Linked DNA regions of Zea mays: regions 1 and 3 are each linked to region 2. Evidence: chromatin contacts called from public Hi-C data. All regions are on one chromosome and are shown on one strand. The core of a region is the stretch at or near the end of the contact, and the rest is flanking DNA. Distances in the headings are between cores, read along the strand shown.

Evidence for each region. Hi-C and Micro-C count contacts between places; a contact is called where the count stands out from the background.
Region 1: a Hi-C map of ear shows a contact between it and region 2, with 4 times the contacts expected there. The contact joins the enhancer-like site here to the promoter of LOC100283957 in region 2. A contact is called at or near these places in 7 of 25 Hi-C or Micro-C datasets (bundle sheath, ear, leaf and 2 more) and 1 of 3 datasets of contacts at active chromatin or transcription factors (leaf).
Region 3: a Hi-C map of endosperm shows a contact between it and region 2, with 2.7 times the contacts expected there. The contact joins the promoter of LOC103633075 here to the promoter of LOC100283957 in region 2. A contact is called at or near these places in 2 of 25 Hi-C or Micro-C datasets (endosperm and leaf).

The regions. Positions count from the first base shown.
Region 1 is chr7:148,343,689-148,347,026 of Zm-B73-REFERENCE-NAM-5.0, forward strand. LOC100281717 reads left to right here. Exons shown (of 9, transcript NM_001154637.1): 8 at 450-723; 9 at 1,019-1,424. The coding sequence ends at 1,264. Among protein-coding and RNA genes, the nearest start is that of LOC103633071, 3.5 kb to the right of the region's middle. Within about 2 kb of position 1,788, at least 9 of the 20 cell types and tissues checked have an H3K27ac peak or open chromatin away from gene starts, as enhancers often do. A contact at or near this core is called in ear and seedling, where this site is marked.
Region 2 is chr7:148,529,774-148,533,224 of Zm-B73-REFERENCE-NAM-5.0, forward strand. It overlaps LOC100283957 (mediator complex subunit 10 CG5057-PA), which reads left to right and starts at 2,044. Exons shown (of 5, transcript NM_001156855.1): 1 at 2,044-2,291; 2 at 2,392-2,472; 3 at 2,571-2,673. The coding sequence starts at 2,074.
Region 3 is chr7:148,371,647-148,374,827 of Zm-B73-REFERENCE-NAM-5.0, forward strand. LOC103633075 (heat stress transcription factor B-2c) reads left to right here and starts at 1,865. Exons shown (of 2, transcript XM_008654755.4): 1 at 1,865-2,407; 2 at 2,541-3,181. The coding sequence starts at 2,099.

The DNA.
Region 1 (3,338 bases), core at 538-3,037, 190 kb before region 2:
ACTAATTGAGGATTTGGTCTCTAGTATGCTTAGTGTACTGGTGCTCCTGCTCATTTTCTTTTGTTGGGTGGTGTGTAGAGTTGTATGAGGTTCTTTAACACCTCACCCCATCTTTATTCTACTTAATATAATGATACGTAGCTCTCCTGCGTATTCGAGAAAAAAAAAGTCTTCTCCCTGCATGGATCATGGCCATTTTTCGTGGTATTACATTTTCAGCTCTGCATGGCTGCTTTATGAACGCTTTTATTTGGGCCAAGGCGAAGCTTATCTTGTTACATTTCTTCTCTGTTTGCATCTAAATTCTTTTCGTTGACGTATCAACTGAGATGCTAATCCTGGGTTCACTTTTGTATAGTTTGTCAGTTAATTGTTATTTTTGTATAAACTGAGATGCCTACCCCAATTTGCTCGAGACTAAAAGCCTTTGTTTTTGTTGTTGTAGGCAGACCATGTGATCTCTGTGATGTGCTGAAGGATTTAGTTGCAGGAGCATTACCACTTGCTTATAAGCAGCAGCGCACATTAGATTTAACAGAAATTTCACATCCACTTCATGTTGCTGTTGAGGAATCTGCTTTAAGAAAAGCCTTGAGTAATCTGATTGAGGGAGCGCTCCTACGTACACAGCATGGTGGAGTAGTTCAAATATGTGCAGTCGAAGCACCTGCAGGAGGCGCTCTCGTGGTCATCGATGATGATGGGCCTGATATGCAATACATGGTAAGAGAATACACATTTTAGTGGTAATACAGTACACTCGTTCTTTCCATAGTAAACCTAAAACTTGTGAAGAATAAATGCACATTCTTGATTGACATATTGATCAGGGATGAAAGTGGAAATAGAAAATCCTGTTTACTGGGGCTATTTAGTAAATTCTTGTGAAGAACAAGTGGAAGTGGAAATTTGGATGTCTTAGTTTCAAGCTATTTAATGACCCTCATGTATTCACAGTGTCTGTTCATTGCTAACAACTGATTAAATTTTCCAAATCTCCTTTATTTGTCCCTTGCAGACTCAGATGCGCTCCCTGGCCCCATTTGGATCAGACCTTGCAGATGGTATGCTCGAAGATAACATGACGTGGAACTTCATCGCGGGATTAACGGTCGCACGTGAGCTACTTGAGGAATATGGATGCGTCCTGCGTGTGATATCACCTCGAAGGACTGATGCGGTTATAGGCACCGGAGGGAGTCGTGTTGAGATATGGTTGCCATCTTTTCAGACACAAGCAGCCAAGACTAGTCAAGAAGTGTAGTTTACATCTGAGGAAGCGAGGCATGCTTCGTTTTCCCGTACGTTTTGAAATCTGTAGATATTGGCTTACCGGAATGTTACTGTACCAGTAACATCTCATATGTTGAATTTGCAAAATTACAGGACGTGCGCAAATGATTGTGATGGTGATGTTGCATTGCTGATGCTCCTTTTGCTACTTCATTTCTACTTCCATTGTCTCATTGCTGATGCTCCTTTTACAATATAAATGGTCGAATATGTGTGTGTGTTTTCTTCATCCTGCATTCCTGCTGATCCAAACCAACTGACACCTCACCATTGCAAACCCACCATCAGAAGCTATCAACAAACAAAAACGCCATCATCTGACCATTAGCAGCCAAATCCCCATTCAGCAAAACCATGTCTTGGTCGTTTCTTGGCGTCAGACGCTTTGTTCCCTTGTCAGCTGCGTTCACCGTCCGACGTGGACGCTCTGCTCGGTGGGTGATCCAGGAGAGAAGGGCACGAACACGTGACCGCCAAACATAGGCCGCATCAGCGCGTCATCGACCTTGCGCCAGTAGTAGTGCACCGTGTGAGTCGGCTTGCTGAGGAGGCTGGACGGCCTCACAATATGTGCCATGGTTCGAGCCTGCATGCTTGTCAGGAAAGGTGAGAGGAATAGGACTTGAGTGAGGACGGCTCGGAGGTGGTTGTGTTGAGCAGACAGATCAATGGCTTCGTCATCATCCGAACACCTGATGGTCATTGCAAAAATGTTAGATACATTCAAATTGTCAAGCTGGTGAAAAAAAAACGAAACGTTTATAGTAAATTTTCATAGGTTTGTCAGATCTCCATCAATTAAGTGGATTTTTATGGTGGCAATTAAAGTTGTTTAGTCCCTGCTACATACTGCTTTGAATAAATTATCTTCATTGGATAAATGATCTTCAGCCTCTTTATGATAGTCAGAAAAGACATCAACTATTTTTCCAATAAAAAAATCATGAACAACACACAATTGTGGAGACTTCTTTTGTTCTAAAAGTACAAAATGCCAGCACAATACAAAACCATCGGAAATCTATTGTTCTAGAATTATCATGTTGTCATCCTGTATAGATAAAAAGTGGTTAGATTTTTTGTTCCAGGTCTTTTTTTTGTGTTAGGGCTAGTTTGGGAACCCCAATTTTTAAAGAGATTTTCATTTTTCTAAGGGCTAGTTTGGGAACACCGTTTTCTCAAGAGATTCCAATTTTTCCAAGGGAAATTAGTTTATTTTTCCTTTGAAAAAATTAGAATACCTTGGGAAAACGATGTTCCCAAACTAGCCTAAGGAAATTACTTTATTTTTTCATGGAAAATAACAAACCCTTAGAAAATTGGGTTCTCAAACTAGCCCTTAGATTTATTTTTAAAGCCCATCTAAGGGATGAGACATAAAGTGGATAGAATTCTATGGTGAAAGGTATTTTACAATTCCTTCACTCTTTTATAGTATACTAGGTAGGTGCCCGTGCGTTGCCACGGTTTCTATTACATAGTTAAGCCTAGCGCATGCGGTCAGCGGCCACACACAGTGCGGCAGCAACCAAATTGACAAGAGTATAAGCCCAAAACAAACAAAAACTGAGAGATCCTGGAAAAGAAACAATTATCATAAGTTGTGTTGCCATGCTAGGTTGGCTGTCGTGTTGAGCCTCATATGCTAGAAAATTGACAGTCAAAGAATCTGCCAATCCACTATAAGCAGGAAACACATGTCCAGCCAAAACAGATCACATTACAAACATGACCAGTTCTTCACAAAAAACTGACAGCTTGTTTTTTTGTTGCACACATTACAGTATGGCTAAAAGAGTGGGCCAAGCAATTCCTCATGAAGCCAATGTTATTGCGAAGTCAGAAATAGAATCAAACTCATATGTAAGACATCCCAGGTGATGGCATCAGTTCTTAAGTTTCTTCTGAAGGAAGCACACCAGAACAACCCGAGCTTCCACAAAAGCATGGCAAACCCTTGGGCCTAACCCTAGCATCACCGTAATTGAAGGTGAGCTCTTCTCCCTCCAAGATATCCCTGGCAGCAAAGCAAAGAAGCAGAGCCT
Region 2 (3,451 bases), core at 794-3,293:
GTGCTAGAAAATGATAAAAAAGAGTGTGTCGTACCTGACTACCTCACTGTGTGAGAAAGGGGAAAAATAATCACACGAGTGTGAGGAAATTGACGTCAACTGCATTTAGGGAGTTCCTATCGAGTTGCCAAATATGGAGAGTAAATGAGGTTGGATACCAAGTAACTAAATTTAGCAAGTCTATTTAGAGAACTATTGGAGAATCATTTTTCTGTTTAATTAATAAATTTAAGATTTAGAGAGTTGTTTAGTGAACTACTGGAGTTGCTCTAATATGCTTTGGGACTTGGATAGTGGGAGTTGTTGGAGTTGCTCTAAGATGGCATAGACCTTTGACCCGACCTGGTACGCTGTATGGTAGGGCTATTTTGTCACACTAAAGCTACCTCTAGCGGCTTCTCTATTCCATCCTCTGTTTCAAACTCCACTTTATAAATATTACAGTATACGATGCAAAACAGTGTTTTACATGTCTACATACATACTCTACCGGAGACAACCTAATGTGCGAGATGTAGGGATGATCTAACATCTAGTATCATTCAATACCCATACCTATTAAAAATATACCTATCAGATGTACAATCGTATTCGTATACGTGCGTGTATGGGTAATTTTATATGATCGGTAACCTGCACTAGTTAAAAAAAGTCTCAAATATAAATCTACTTTATATAAATTTGATTTCACATATGATACTAACGCTATTTTTTAACGGTGTTAACTTTCATATGAAAAGATAATTTTATTCCTATTAAATTATTATTAAAAAAATATTTTATGTACTAATATTTGTATTAAAAGCTTTACGATTATATAAAAAAATGTCTCAAAAGCAATTGAGAGAACTTTGATCGGCCAGGCCTGCAGACCATTTTTTTGCAATTTAACTTTTTGGTAAAAAATACTTTTGATCTCTTGGAAGATTTATTCTTGTTTTGGACCTTTTCCTCGACGCCAAAGGTCACAACACCGAAGTAACACGGCTCGGTGCCGAGACTTATGGTGTGGAGGTATGGGGCACCTAGCTCGGCGCTACAGGTTATGACGTCGAACTCGCAAAAATACAATAATAATCATTTGAAATTTGATATAATCTATTTCTTTTTTGTAATGGCTACTGCTTCACTTTCTTGATTAAGCAAGATAAATCTTTTATATTGTTCTTATATACATTATATTTTCAATATCCACGTCTAAATATATGAATGACTCATAGAAGAGGATTTCTATGTGACGACATATTCATTAGGAAGGCATGTCACAACCACTACTACTGTATAACTATCAAATGTTGTTGTTTTTTCTCTATTTTTATATTAACTTCTTGATTGTTTTTTCTTCTTAGAATAGTTGGTTAAATGTCTAAATCTGCGTAGAGAAATATGAAAACCAAAATAGCATCAAGGATGCATTGACATATTATTATGTTAGGGAAAAGTATGGAAACGGAATGGAAACATGAGAGAGTTTATTCCGTCCGTTTTTATGAGATCTCGTTTTTATCCGGATTGAACCCATATTTATTCCGTATTTGATAAATATAGGACCAGCCTAATATGCATTAGTATATAAACTAAAGCCTCGTGTCTTTAGGTGACAAATTATAGCAAAAATGGTCATTGTAAGCATCGGTTCTTTTATGACAAGTGGTCTAAAGTCTTAAACGACATCAAATATAGCTAAATGTACACTATTAGCAATCAAACATCAGTAGAATGTTGCCTCTCTATATCTATTTGTTTTATGTTATTGTCCTGCCAATCAATCACTAGTCAAATATCAATATCATTTTTATTTGTATTAAATTATGCCCTTAATATTTCGGTTTTTGTTCGCTTTCACAATTTCGTTTATCCCGTCTCAGTTTTTGACTATTTCGATCTCGACTCTGTTTCTAATATTTTCCGATGATAAAACGTGGATACGGAAATGAAAGATAGTTTTTCCGTCCTGTTGGTTTTCATACCTCGAGAAAACCTTCGACAGTGACCCGGTCCGGTGGGTGTGGCTCGCTTCCTCTCTGTCCGACTCCTTTCCTTCATTTTCCTCTTCTGACCTCCGGCAGCACCATGGAGAACGTCGCCGCGAATCCTTCCGCTGCGGCCGCCGCCGCAGGGAATGGCGTCCAAGCATCGGGGGCCGGAGGGGAGCGCCCGGAGGACGCGTCGAAGCAGAACCTGGCGCAGGTGACGAGCTCGATCCAGAAGACGCTGGGCCTGCTCCACCAGCTCAACCTCACCGTCTCCTCCTTCAACTCTGCCTCCCAGCTTCCCCTCCTCCAGCGCCTGTGAGTTGCCCGAGATCACTCAATTCGGTTCCGCCCTGTCCTCGGGCTGTAACTCTTAGGGTTTGCGTTGCTGTTCACTGTTGTGTGCGTCGTGGCTCAGGAACGCGCTCGTGGCGGAGCTCGACACGATGCAGAAACTAGCCGAGGGTTGTAACATCCAGGTGCCAATGGAGGTCGTCAAGTGAGCTCCTTGATCTGATATCTTCACTCATCATCCTGCCCAACTTTTGCTCTTGACCCGTGCTATGGTACGGTTATAAATGGTTCATGTGTTGTTAGTTTGATCGACGATGGGAAGAACCCCGACGAGTTTACTAGGGATGTGCTCAACAGCTGCATTGCCAAGAACCAGATCACCAAGGGCAAGACTGACGCTTTCAAGGTATGGAACTATGGATGCATTGGATTCTCTCAATCATTGCAGCGATTGGTTGACATGGAGCTGCTGGGTACTTAGGATACACATTTTCATACGATGTAGACAGTTTTGTACCAAGAGTTAGTTGTGGAGCCACAGAGCTGTTCTGCTGTCTGACTTTCAATTAATGATAATTCTGTGCAGTGTTTTTCTTTTGTTACAAGTTACAATTCTTTGAAAGATGAGATCGTTCTGTGCTATTCAAAACCCATGTTTCTTGTAATGAGTAATATGCATCACTACAATTGCCTAAGACTATCTCCAGCGGCTTATCTGTCCTCATCCCCATATTTAAACTTTAGTCTGCAAAATGCAAACAGTGCATTCTACAGTGTAAAACATTGTTTTGGGTGACCATATAGGTGAACTGCTGGACACGGTCTAAGGGCCTGTTTTGGAACTCTATTTCTCAAAACCACAATTTATAATACCATAGTTATTGTATGCCATGACATACCTATGGTATATTTTACATCATTCTAATCCAACATCTGTTTGGAGACACAATATTTCAGTTGTAGTGTAGGAGAACAGAAGACTGCAGCTGCGTGCAAACAAAAAACCTTGGTTTAGACCGAAGTTTTTTTACCCCAAAATACCATGGTATTGGTAAAACCATTGTTTAAAATACAGAGTTTTTAGATGTGCTCCTAAATGCCTTTTGGTCTAAAATACTATGGTGTACTCAAATACCACGTTATTGTCTTTTTTTCGAAACGATGGCAAAAGCTTTGCTTTGCCG
Region 3 (3,181 bases), core at 615-3,114, 160 kb before region 2:
ACGTGCATGTCACACGTATTGTGCACCGGTACATGAAAAATGAATGAAAAAAATCACCCTCAGTACATAATTTTCTTTATATTGTTTCATAGCTTGTCCATGACATTTAATTCAATGCCTCATCTAGTGTTAGAAACCATAGCAATCGAATACCATTTATATATGAAACTCATCTTTTATCTCACCTATTAAAAAAACTCCACTAAGAATATAATACAACTAGTTTAAATCTAAATAGAACTGGTGTGTCATGTATCTTCAAGGAAATACACAATTAATGAATGAACATTTTTCATTAAGTTTGCATTCCTGTTACTATACTAAAAGAACTCCTTTTCGTTTACCAAGGTATATGAAACACCAACTATCGTATGTTTAAGTTGCCGTTTTTCATGGTTTCAAATGTGTATTCAAAGGGATTTCTATCTTTTCAAGAGAAATTAGTTCATTTTTTTAGGAAAATAGGAATCTATTGTGAAAATGGAGTTTTTAAACTATCCCTTAAAGTATTTTTTTACCCCTAGAGCTAGTTTGGAAACTCCATTTTATCAAGGGATTTTCATTTCCCAATCGAAATTAGTTTATTTTTCTTTAGAAAATAGAAATCACGTGGAAAAATAGAGTTAATAAACTAGCCCTAAAATACGCCAAGAGTGCTAGTTTGACAACCCTATTTTAACAAAGGATTTTTATTTTTTCTTTAAAAATTAGTTTAATTTTCTTTTAAAATGAAGTTATCAAACTAGCGTGAGTGTTGAGGGCTCGAGGCTATGAAAAAAATAAAAAGAAAAGATAGAGGAGGAAGAAGAAGGGCGTGTTCGGCTGGCTACAAGCCGACACTGCTGCAGCTGCTTGGACTGCTGCAGCTGCAATCCATAGAGAGAAAAATACTGTAGAAGCCGCAGCCGCAGCCGGATTGCAGCCGCAGCAAGCCGCAGCGAACAAGCTGGAAATCTTTCCACCCAGCATCCGTGGTTCGAAGGTCGAAACGTGTCCCATCCACCCCACCACCGCGCCTACCTGAACCTTCCAGAAGGAATGGGCATGAAAAGGGCAGGAACCTTCCGGCCTTCGAGCACTTTCTCCGCCCGCAACCCTGCTACACACCCTACCCGTTGCTATAGATATCCAAACGGGCCACCCGGCACGGACCCCGCCCGAACCCGTTTTGGCCCGGTACGAATAGGGCCGGGCCAGACACGGCCCGTTGATGCTTCGGGCCGGGTCGGGCTGGCCCACGTGCCTAGGGACATGCCCAAACCCGACACACACAGGGAAAAATCGTGCCGGGCCGGCCCGTTGGCCCGGTGGGCCTCAACGGACCGGACCGGACACTGGCCCGAACCAACAGTAGAACGGTATATAAATACATATATTTAACAGAATTAATCATATATAATAACATATTATTTATATATATTAAGACAACAAAATATTTATGTATGCATTTTATATTTATGTATGCATTTTATATATGTTTGGACGCGTATTTAGTATTTACATACTATGAGAGAATTAAATGTATTTACATATTTAGTATTTACATAAATATGCGGGCCGTCGTCGTGCCGACCCATTTATCGGGCCGGGCCGGGCCAAAACACGCGAGCCGCCGTATGTGCCCATACCCTGGCCCGTAACCGACCGTGCCGGGCCGTGTTTGGATCGGGCTAAATTCGTGCTGTGCCACGGGCCAAACGTGCGGCCCGCACTGTTTGAACATCTATACCCGTTGCTCCGCGTAGAACCACAATCCTGCGCTATCACCCATCCCGGCCGGCCGTGCCACACCGGAGCCATATCTGACATCTAGCGCTGGGCCCACCAGCTGGCAAGCTTTAGTGAGTGGTTTTTGTCGCAGTCCGGTTCACAAAGTGGGTCGGGTTTTTTCCTCGTGCTACCTTTCTCACCGTTTCTCTCCTAGTCTCCTCTCGTTTCCCGTCCTCCTCCCGTTGGGAGTATAAAATTTCCTAATCCGCAAACGAAGCTTCCAGAAGGCTTCTTCTTGCGTACCTTCCACTTCCACCCAACGCGACTCGCTCTTTCCCGCATCTGGAAGTCGCCGGCTCAGATCCAGCCGGGCTGCGGCGCTGGCCGGATGGCCGAGCAGGGCGGCGCAGCCGGGGAGGCCGCTGGCAGCGACCCCCCTGCGCCTGCGCCTGCGACTGCCCCGGCGCCAGCCCCAGCGCTTGCTGCGGACGCGGCCGGGCAGAGGTCCCTGCCGACGCCGTTCCTGACCAAGACGTACCAGCTGGTGGACGACCCGGCGGTGGACGACGTGATCTCGTGGAACGAGGACGGCTCGACGTTCGTGGTGTGGCGGCCGGCGGAGTTTGCGCGCGACCTCCTCCCCAAGTATTTCAAGCACAATAACTTCTCCAGCTTTGTGCGGCAGCTCAACACCTACGTACGTTACCTGATGCTCGCTAGGCTTATATTCCTCCGTCCGGTGTGCCCATGTGGGTTGGGCTTAGTTTGGCTCGGCATGGAGCTCCATGTCTGAGTGATGTACCGATGTCTTTGGCTTGGTTGTGACGTAGGGATTTAGGAAGATGGTGCCCGACCGGTGGGAGTTCGCCAACGACTTCTTCCGCCGTGGGGAGAAGCGCCTGCTTTGCGACATACACCGACGGAAGGTAGCACCGGCTCCGGCGGCGGGGCTGGCCACTGCGGCCGCCGCTGCCGCGTCCGGGGCCGTAACGGTGGCCGCGGCGCCGATCCCCATGGCTCTGCCGGTGCGGCCGGCCTCACCGTCGCTCTCTACCGACGAGCATGTCCTCTCCTCTAACTCCGGATCCGCCGAGGACCACCCGCAGGCTGCCGCTTCCGGCTCCGTCAGCGCGTCGGCGTCCGGCGACACGGGGGAGGAAAACGAGCGCCTCCGGCGGGAGAACGCGCGGCTGACCCGCGAGCTCGGGCAGATGAAGAAGCTCTGCAACAACATCTTGCTCCTCATGACCAAGTACGCCTCCTCCCAGCAGCTAGACGCCTCTGCAGCGCTCTCCTCTGTCGTCAACTGCTCCGGCGAGTCATCGGAGGCCGTACCCGCGCCTCCGCCCCTCCCCCCGGCGATCCTCGAACTAATGCCCGCGTGCCCGGGTCTTGCCACCGCGGCCGCGGGCCTCGTCGCCGAAGCGGATCCTGACCAGGCCTCGAGGCTGTTCGGCGTCTCTATCGGCAT